Regions from separate parts of the Mus musculus genome. Here region 1 is linked to region 2. A link is a contact called in public HiChIP or PLAC-seq data. All regions are on one chromosome and are shown on one strand. The core of a region is the stretch at or near the end of the contact, and the rest is flanking DNA. Distances in the headings are between cores, read along the strand shown.

The links. HiChIP or PLAC-seq counts read pairs in DNA pulled down with a chosen protein or histone mark.
Region 1: an H3K27ac HiChIP or PLAC-seq map of embryonic stem cells shows a contact between it and region 2, with 4 times the contacts expected there. The contact joins the promoter of 4930448E22Rik here to the promoter of Pafah1b2 in region 2. A contact is called at or near these places in 10 of 39 promoter capture datasets (the C10 cell line, the HPC-7 cell line, HPC-7-derived erythroid cells and 5 more), 6 of 484 Hi-C or Micro-C datasets (B cells, embryonic stem cells and liver), 7 of 115 datasets of contacts at active chromatin or transcription factors (differentiating embryonic stem cells, embryonic stem cells, pro-B cells and 1 more) and 4 of 9 other capture datasets (adipose tissue, embryonic stem cells, liver and 1 more).

What each region holds. Positions count from the first base shown.
Region 1 is chr9:46,328,510-46,333,802 of GRCm38.p6, forward strand. 4930448E22Rik (a long non-coding RNA gene) reads right to left here and starts at 2,284. Exons shown (of 4, transcript XR_379345.4): 1 at 2,221-2,284; 2 at 234-1,022. It overlaps Gm39329 (a long non-coding RNA gene), which reads left to right and starts at 456. Exons shown (of 2, transcript XR_870704.3): 1 at 456-1,250; 2 at 2,517-3,126.
Region 2 is chr9:45,982,556-45,987,523 of GRCm38.p6, forward strand. It overlaps Pafah1b2 (platelet-activating factor acetylhydrolase, isoform 1b, subunit 2), which reads right to left and starts at 2,316. Exons shown (of 6, transcript NM_008775.3): 1 at 2,150-2,316.

The DNA.
Region 1 (5,293 bases), core at 1,034-3,533, 350 kb after region 2:
CTGGGATCGCATGTGTGTATCGTCATGACAGGTTTTATTTGGTGCCAGCATCTACTGACCCGATCTACACCTGGGGCTCACCATCTGCACTATAGCTTCCCCTCAGCCTTTTCTTTATCTTCAGAGGAGTCTGCGTGGGCATTGGGGAGAAGGGTCATTGAGTGTTCCCTCTGCCAGAGGGGCCTGTGGGAGCAAGCAGGAACTGTCTCCGGGGTTCCTGGCGCCATCCTTACGTTGTCATCCCGCTGTTCCACCACGACCCTTCCTTGCCACTTCTGACATTTCACGGGCCATTGTTTGAGGCCTAATTGCCTGCCAGTGCGATCCGCTCGCACCTCCCTCCAGCCATCTGGTCCATGGCTCCTGCTGTTCACCGCGACAGCTAGGCCGAGAACAAAACAGTGAGCCCCGGGCGGTGCTGCAGCTCTTTGTGCGCGCGCGCGCCAAACTGCCGTAGTGTATTGTCTTCTCCGGGGACATCAGGCCTGTTACTAAGATGGGTCCGGTGGGCCAAGGGACACACAGAGCCTTCATAGCGACGAGGCAAACCCAAACTTGGTTGGCAAACCCAAGGTCCTGCAGGATGCAGGAAAACCGGGAAGACCAGCACTGCACGGTCACCTCCCTGTCCTTCTCCAGTCAGTGCCCGCACCCCTCTCCTCTCCCATCCTCTGACTCCTTCCACGGCCTCTTACCCCTCCAGGCAAGAGGAACTCTCGCTAGAGAGCCATGTAAAAATAGATGTATTTCTGGATACTCAGCGAGCCTGAAAAACGGCTGAGGCAGAGTCTGCTCCGCTGACAGAAGATCTATGTGCCGAATTCCTCTTCAAAATCTATTTCTCCGGAGATTTATTTTTGCAGGGCTCTGGCGAGCCAGGGGAAGTTCACAGCACCAGGGCACTGCGCGGCCGCTGCTTCCCGCCTGCGCCGGACCTCCTTCCTGGTGACTGTTTCCTGGAGTGAGCAGTGATCGAATTAGGAGGCTGCTGATAGGCCCGGTCAGGAGCTGAAAAGTCAGGGCTGAAATGCAAGAGAGATTTGAATGGCAAAAAGGTCATTCTCTTGCCGTACCCTGGCGGGGTCGGAAGCCTGTGAGACACAGCACGACACCCATCCCTGCGGCTGGGAAAATAAGTGATGGCTATATTTATGTCTCCATCTAAATGCATGGATCAAAGCAGACACTTTAATCTATTCAACAACAGCCGGAGGATTAAAAAGTTGCAGGCAAATCACACTCTTAAATTGGTAATATATTTTTGCTTGTCACTTCACAAATCATTTTACAGAGTGACTCCAGGCCTGATGGGAGATCTGAGGACTTGAACTTAGCTCATGAATCTGGAGAGACTCAGCCCCCTCCCAGCTGTGGCAGGAATCACCTCGTTTGCTCGACTTTCCTGGGCTCCGGCTGCAGTGGATTAACGTGGGGGTCATCGGGCTCAGGGTCACCCTGACAAATCTCTCCTTTTTAAAAGACTTAATTTACTTTTAATTAATGTGTACTGCGTATCGGTGTGGGTTCACAATATGCATGCAGTTTCTAACGGAGGCCAGAAGAGGGCATCCGATTCTTTGAGGCGGGAGTTACAGGCATTTTCATGCGGGGGTGGGGGTGGGGGTGGGGGTGGGGGAGGGGCATGTGGTTATAGGGAATTGAACTCATGTCCTCTGGAAGAGCAGCAACCACTCAACTACTAAGCAATCTTTCTGTCCTTAGACAAGTGCATCTCAGTTCACCCCCGTTATGACAGAGAAGCTGGGCGACACCGTTGCCCTCTCTTTTACGGTCAGGAGACAAGACAGGTGGCTTGCCCAGGCCATCGTACGTAACATGTGGGAGTGGGTGCAAAGCCAGCGGTTTGGACTCTAAGAACAGCGGCACTAGTTCCAGCCCTTCTGCTGGAGCAGCTGGGAGAGAGCGCACGAATCCTTCTCTCTCCTCGAGAGCCCAGGCAGGGTAGCAGAGAGGAGCTAAGTCTCTTTGTCCCAGGTCCTTTGCTCCCCAGCTTCATCTGTCAAATGGGGGGTACTGAGGAGCCACCTCCTGGGGTGAGCGATGAGATGTCGAGGGAGCGTCTTAGCACACTCCTTGACACAAACTAAGAACTCAAATTTGCACTGAACTCTGAAACTCAAGGTGGAGGGAGAGGAGCTCACAGCAGGACTTCTGGCGGGTGGGGGAGGAGCTTAACCATTCCGTCAGAGAGTAAGTTACCCTCTTCAGCAGACTGGGCTGTGAGAAGAGTTGACCTACACAGCCTAGCTGCTTTTCTCCTTGCTCGGTCATGGGATCAGTTGATTGTGACGGCTACAAAAATACTGCACAAACGCAACTTAGGAAAGGAAGGGTGTGTTTTAGCTCAGGGTGCTAGGGGAGACAGTCCTTCCCTAGTGGGAAAGTCACACCAGCACGGACAGAAGAAGCCAACGTTCACGCTGTGTCTCTAGTTAAGAAGTAGAAAGAGATGAAAGCATGTGCTCACTCATGTTCTCCTTTTTATTCAATCCCAGAAAGCATATCACAGAATGGCCCCAGCCCATGGAAGGACCCCAGCCATGGAAGGACCCCAGCCCATGGAAGGACCCCAGCCATGGAAGGACCCCAGCCATGGAAGGACCCCAGCCATGGAAGGACCCCAGCCATGGAAGGACCCCAGCCCATGGAATGACTCCAGTCCATGGGAGGACCCCAGCCCATGGGAGGACCCCAGCCCATGGAAGGACCCCAGCCCATGGAATGACCCCAGCCCATGGAATGACCTCAGCCCATGGAAGGACCCCAGCCATGGAAGGACCCCAGCCCATGGAAGGACCCCAGCCCATGGAAGGACCCCAGCCATGGAAGGACCCCAGCCATGGAAGGACCCCAGCCCATGGAAGGACCCCAGCCCATGGAATGACTCCAGCCCATGGGAGGACCCCAGCCATGGGAGGACCCCAGCCAATGGAAGGACCCCAGCCCATGGAATGACCCCAGCCCATGGAATGACCCCAGCCCATGGAAGGACCTCAGGCCATGGAGTGACCCCAGCCCATGGAAGGAATGGTGTTGCCCACACTTAGGCTGGGTCTTCCAACTCCCTTAACCTAATGTAGATAATCCCTCACTGATGTGACCAGAGATTTGTTTCCATGGTGATTCTAAAGCCCATCGAGTAGACAATCAAGATTAGCCACCACAGTCTCTGAGGACAAGATGCCTGCATGCAGAAGTGTCTCTCCCTATGCCATCTAAGATGGCTGCCAGATAACTGTGAACTTAATTATAATGTCATCCCCACACTAAACGACATACTCCAGTGTCTTGACAGTTGACAATTGCTGTGATGACAACTAGAAAGAACCATCCAAGGAGCCAAAGGAGGTGGCCCCAGAATTCCTGGGAAAGCTCTATCCACTCCCAGAAGACACACACAATTCCCTCCATTACCAGCCTGTTGCTCACCCTCATTTTGTCTTACCTGGAGCTATAACTTCTGGATCCCCAGCATCTAGAGCAGTTGATTTTAGAGCATATTGCCTGCTTCTCCTGCTCTTGACCAAGAGTTAGTCTCCTTTGGTCTCATGCTTGGTCTTTTTTTTTTATGATAATTTTTTTAATTAGGTATTTTCCTCATTTACATTTCCAATGCTATCCCAAAAGTCCCCCATACCCCTCCCCCCACTCCCCTACCCACCCACTCCCACTTTTTGGCCCTGGTGTTCCCCTGTACTGGGGCATATAAAGTTTGCATGACCAATGGGCCTCTTTTTCCAGTGATGGCCGACTAGGCCATCTTTTGATACATATGCAGCTAGAGACAAGAGCTCCGGGGTACTGGTTAGTTCATATTGTTGTTCCACCTATAGGGTTGCAGTTCCCTTTAGCTCCTTGGGTATTTTCTCTAGCTCCTCTATCGATGCTTGGTCTTGTAGTTGGTTCTGTGAGGTGAAAAGGATCCAGTTGGAAACTGATGACATTTGATTTGCTCTAGGTAGTTCCAATAGAGACAACTGTATCTTTGCATTTCTTGTTTATATATAGATATGTTTATTAGTGTGTGTATTGTGTTTGTGGTATACTCACACACGTATACACAGGTACACACACAGGTCAAAGGTGGGTGCCAACTGTCCTCTAGCACTCTGCTTTGCTCCTTTGAGGCAGGGTTTCTCCTCAAACCCAGAGCTCAAAGTTTTCAGTCAGTCTGGCTGACATCATGCCCAGGGATTCTCCTGTGTCCGCCTTACCACCTTCACAGTTTGGGATGACAGGTATGCAGGCAGGAGACCAAGCCTGGCTTGTTATGGGTGGGTGATGAGATCTAAACTCAGGTCCTCGTGTTTGTGCAACAAGTCCTTTTAGCCACTGAACCCTCTCTAGCTTCAACTGGATCGTTAAGGAGGCAGATAGGTCTCAGGTAATGAGAGCCAAAGAGGGCACAGTAAACTCACCGGAGCGGGTTTAGAGTTGTTTCATGATCCCTTCTAAGCAGGAGAACCAACAGTTCCAAGAGTAGTAGAGTCGGCTCACCATTCTCTCTGTGGTGTGTGTGTGTGTGTGTGTGTGTGTGTGTGTGTGTGTGTGTGTACAAGAGGAGTCAGGTATTAGCATTGGATGTCATTTTGTGTATGTTCTGATTCGCTTATTATTTATTTGTATGTGTGTGTGCCTGCATGTTTGTAGGTGCTCAAGGGGCGGAGGGTCCCTGGGAACTGGAGTTACAGGTGTGGTTAGCCACCTGGTATGGGTGCTTGAACTGAACTCTGAGTCTCGACAAGAGCTGTAAGTACTCTTAGCTACCTCTCCAGCCTCACTACCTTGCTTTTTGGACCTCACCAATTAGGCTATGGCGGCTGGCTAGTGAGTGGACCTCAGGGATCCACCTTAATCTGTCCTTCTGAGTGCTGGCATTAGAAAAGTGCCAAGCCCTGTGTGACTTCTGGGAGTCAAACTCAGGTTCTCTTTCTCACGAGGCAGGGCTTTTGTTGACTATGTATCTCTCTAGCTTTGTTTCTTTAGAGACAGGGTCTATGTACATAGCCCTGGCTGTCCAGGGACTAATTATGTAGACCAAGCTGGCCTGGAACTCATAAGATCTGCCTGCTTCTGCCTTCTAAGTGCACCACCATGGTGGGACAGCTCCCTGGTTTATTTCACTCATTTTCTCTTTCTTTCTTTCTTTCTTTCTTTCTTTCTTTCTTTCTTTCTTTCTTCCTTTCTTTCTTTCTTCCTTTTCTTCCTTTTCTTCCTTTCCTTTCTTTTCTTTCTTTCTTTCTTTCTTTCTTTCTTTCTTTCTTTTTCTTTC
Region 2 (4,968 bases), core at 1,066-3,565:
GTTTCAAGAAACCTAGCGCCTTCTCCCAGTCTCTGTTGGCACTGCATACATATGATATGCATACATGTAGGAAACACATTCATTCACATAAAAATAAATAACTTTTAAAAACCCAGACAATTTTAAAAGTGAAGAATGAATCAAGAGTTATCCAAAGAGTATCCTACTGAAGTTAAAAAAAAAAATTACAGGGATTCCTGAACCATTTTCCTATCATAGCCACCTTCAGGAGAGTGGCTCACACCTTTAGTCCCAGCACTCAAGAGGCAGAGGCAGGGGATCTCTGAGTTTGATGACAGCCTGGTCTACACAGTGAGTTCCAACACAGTGAAGGCTTCAAAAGAGAAACCCTGTCTCAAAATGAGTGAGTTTGTATAAAATGAGGAGGGGGCTGGATAGAGCTGGCCCAGCAGTTAAGAGCAGGTACTGCTCCTCCACAGGTCCTGGGTTTGATTCCCAGCACCCACATCCCAGCTCCTGACTGTCGTTTGCTCCACCTCCCAGAGGTAGTACCCAATCCCTAGGAGTTCAAAAACTAAAAACCAACACTTCCCACCTCACCTTACTGGGTCAGAATAATCTCCTTAGCCAGGGAACTGCAGGCTTCCTATGAAAAACTAGCAAGGAGGCGATAAAAGGTGGGCAACTGTGTACATTTCCATGAAAAACTATTTTGCAGAGCAAACTTTGTTGTCCTTCAAAAATCTCCAGGGAGAGAAGGCAGTCCTAATCCTAAACTTTCTATCTTCCCCACTTAATTTAGACCTCAACGACACAGCACAGCACCGGACTCTCTACACTAGTGGTGTGGAAGTCAGTCCCAACAAAACAACTACAACCCCTCAAGCTCAGCCGGGGTGTGTGTGTGTGTGTGTGTGTGTGTGTGTGTGTGTGTGTGTGTGTGTGAGAGAGAGAGAGAGAGAGAGAGAGAGAGAGAACCTAGAAGCTTGCTGAGACTTTTGAATGAGAATGAAAAGATTTAGGATGCTTCCATTAAGGCCTGAGGCTTTTCATTTTGCTTCAGAGAGTTGGCAGAATTATTCTGAAGAGGAAGGCAAGCCTCGTCCAGAATGCCCTGCCCCGGTCTCTGGTGGGCGGCCCCCCAGGATCCAGCCCATCCATAATTTATTATCAAGTGCCCATGCCAACAAATTAATGCACAATGATTCCCTCCCCTGCTCTCCCACAAGGAGGCAACCTTTAAGTCTGAACAATGTGCCCAGAGAAGGAACTGACGGGCAGACACAAGCCTCATCCAAGGGAAAGATAAGCTTGCATTTTTCTCTTTTCCACACCTTTTCCTCTGGCCCATTCTCTCCACTCAACTCAACGCTGTAGAAAATGCAAGTCTAGGACCTGCTCTTAGCGTCTTGGTGCCCTTCCCTTTGTCCATAGCCACGTTCTTCAGAGACGCCAACGCTTTATGGCTTTGGGTTTCCTTAAGATCCGTATATACATGATGAAAGGCAACGTCAGCCTGGGAGCTATGGAAAGGATAACGAGTCACTCTGCCATGAGTAACTCAAACCTGGAGACCACAGGCTCTGACCCGCTAAGTGGACATGGACCACAAGGGCTGGGGAGAGGAAACACACCTCCAAGGAAACTACTCACTGACAGATGTACCTGGCTGGCGGTAGGCCATCGGCCAAGTCACCAACGCCTGGGCCTCGTCGCCGAATGAAGTGGGTGACCCTTAAGGCTAGCCTCTACCAATCCTTTCAGAGCCCTGACACGGGTCTTTGGGAAGTATAAGCGAAGGCAACAGAGAAGTTTCGAATGAGGAGACAATTTTCGACGAGAAGGGCAAAGAGCGTGATCCGTTAAAAAAAAAAAAAAGGCACAACCCAGTCACAGGCTTGGGCCTAGAGGTCCCACCCCGGGGATGGAGGGAAAAGGCGACAGCTGAGGCAGGAGGCCGGGCCAGGGGACCCGCGGGCCGCTCAGCCGCTGGCCAGGGTGGAACCAGGGCGCCGCAGGGCAGCGGCGACGGCGCGGGGCCCCGGAGGCCCTGCAGGGCGACAGCGCGGGGCGCGGCGGGGGAGGGGCGGCGTGGGGGAGGGGAGCCGGGCCTCACAATACCGGCTCGCCCGCGCGTCCCACCCGTCACGACGAGGCCCCGGCTCCGCGGTCCCCACGATGCACTCACACAGGCAGAGGGTCCGTGCGGGGCCCTCAGCGGCTGCGGCGTCGGCGGGTTGCGCTTCAGTCGCTCGCTTGATCCCGACGGCCGCGTTCCGGCGCGCGTCCCCTCCTCGGGCCCCAGCACCAAGCAGCAGCGCCTCCACTTCCGGTCCCCCTGCCACTCGGGCAAATGGCTTCCGGAAGTCCCGCCCCTGGCTGCGGGGCTAGTTGCGGGGCGGGTGCGCCTCACTTTCCCTCGCAGTGCGCGCTCTTTGCTTGGCGCACAGGTCTACCGTCCCTGCCAAGTACTGACTTTGTTCTCTTTCTTTCCCCGACTTGAGCCTCCATCTTTCCTGTAACTGCCTTCCTGTCCTGATAGGATGACGGAAACTATCCGGAGATGGCCTTAGAGACAGTGTAGCTTGACCTCTCGCTGACGCTACTCCCTTCTTAGCCACTGATTTCCTCCACCGATGGGATAAACCAGATTGCAGAGAATGGGGAGAAATAGGCCCGAAGTTAAAAGGGGCAACCCCTACATTTACCAGCAGAATTTCTATGATGATACTCAGAATTGTGTGATAGATACCACTCGGGGAATAACAGAAACCCCAGTCTTTACCTTAGAAATCCATCCAGTTTAGGGGAGTACATAGAGAGTCAATGTAGAGATTAGATGCTAACGGCTGGATAAGTGCAGGACAGATCAGCGCCAAGAGGAGGGGCAAGAGATTGCGTCATCATTAGCAGGGAAACTTGGTGGAGCAGTGCCAGGGCTGGCTCTTTAATGATGGATAGGATTCATTCAAACTCATAATAGTGAATTGCAGAGCATTCCAGGACTCTGAAACTGATTGAGAATGTTCTTGAAACCTGTAAGCCTAAATTATCGAGATAATAAAATAAAATTTCAAATCACTTATGTGCTGCTTGTATTATCTCGAATGCAAAATAAAAATTTCAAGATAATGACTTTGTCACTGCCTCCATAACTCTTCTGCAGATATTCCAGTTACATATGGTACACTAGCAAGATCTCAGTAAGTGCTGTTTTAAGTGTTTTGATCAAGAGAATATCGTAAAGGGTTATTTAAACAGTTTAGTATTAAATACACTGTTAAGAGAAACAACTTGAATTGGTTTCCAATGATAAAGCCCTATGTCTGGGTTGTTTTTGTCAATGACACAAATCAGGGTCATTTGAGGAAGGGAACTTTAAAAATGCCTTCATCCGATTGGCATGTAGGCAGTCTATGAGGGTATTTTCTTGATTAATAATTGATGGGCGTATCCCACTGTGAGTGGTGCCACTTGGCGAAGGTGGCCCTGAGTTGAGTTGTATAAGAGCACACAGTCAGTCAGTAAGAAACGACATTCTATAGCTCCAGTTCCTACCCTGACTTCTCTCTGTGACAGCTGTGATCTGAGAGCTGTAAAGGAAGTAAGTCCTTTCCTCTCCACTTGGCTTTTAGTCATGGTGTTCCCCCTTCTCTCTCTCTCTCTCTCTCTCTCTCTCTCTCTGTCTCTCTGACACACACACACATTTTGATACTATCTTTTATTCATAAGAAACCTTGATTGATTGCTTGCTCTTAAAATGAAAAACGTAGCCCAGGATAGCCTCCACTTCACTCTGCAGCTATGAACGTAGGACCTTCCTGCTTCCTCCCTTCCTGGGTGCCACCATGCTTGGGTCTCACACAGTCCTTCAGGATTGAGTACAGGGCTTTATGCGTCTTAGACAAAAACTATCAACTGAGCTACATTCTCAGCTCTACAAAACTTTTCTTCAAGCCCTTAAGGCTCCTCATTTTTGGTTGTACTATAGATTGAACCCAAGGAGACATTCTATATTTGAAAATCCTGGGGGTTGGCGAGATGGTTCAGCAGTTAAGAGCACTGACTGGCTGGGTTGTGGTGGCGCAAGCCTTTAATCCCAGCACTTGGGAGGCAGAGGCAGGCGGATTTCTGAGTTCGAGGCCAGCCTGGTCTACAGAGTGAGTTCCAGGACAGCCAGGGCTATACAGAGAAACCCTGTCTCAACCCCCCCCCCCCCGCAAAACAAACAAACAAACACACAAAACAAAAACAAAAAAAAAAACAAAAAAAACCAAAGCACTGACTGCTTTTCCGAAGGTCCTGAGTTCAAATCCCAGCAACCACATGATGGCTGGCAACCATCCGTAATGAGATTTGATGCCCTCTTCTGGTGTGTCTGAAGACAGCTACAGTGTACTTACATAAAATAAATTAATCTTTGGGCTGGAGTGACTGGGACTGGAGTGAGTAGAGGTCCTGAGTTCAATTCCCAGCACCCACATGATGGCTCACAACCATCTGTATAGCTACAGTGTACTCATATACATAAAATAAATAAATAAATAAATCTTAAAAAAAAAAAAAAAAGAACGCCGGGCGTGGTGGTGCATGCCTTTAATCCCAGCACTCGGGAGGCAGAGACAGGTGGATTTCTGAGTTCGAGGCCAGCCTGGTCTACAAAAGTGAGTTCCAGGACAGCCAGGGCTATACAGAGAAACCCTGTCTCAAAAAACAACAACAAAGAAAAAAAAAAGAAAAGAAAGTCCTGGGGCTGAAGAGATGGCACAGTGGTTAAGCGTACCTACTACTCTTGCAGAGGACCCAAGCTGGTTTCCCAGCTCCCATATCCCATGGCTTACAACACCCTGTAACTCCAGCTCCATGGGACCCAATGCCTTCCTCTACACTTACATGCATGTACCCACATGACACATGTATGCGAATGATTAAAATAGCATATTCTTTTCCAGTGAAGTAGAATTCTAAGTAGTTCCTTCAGCTGTACAATGACTGCAGCAGTGTGCT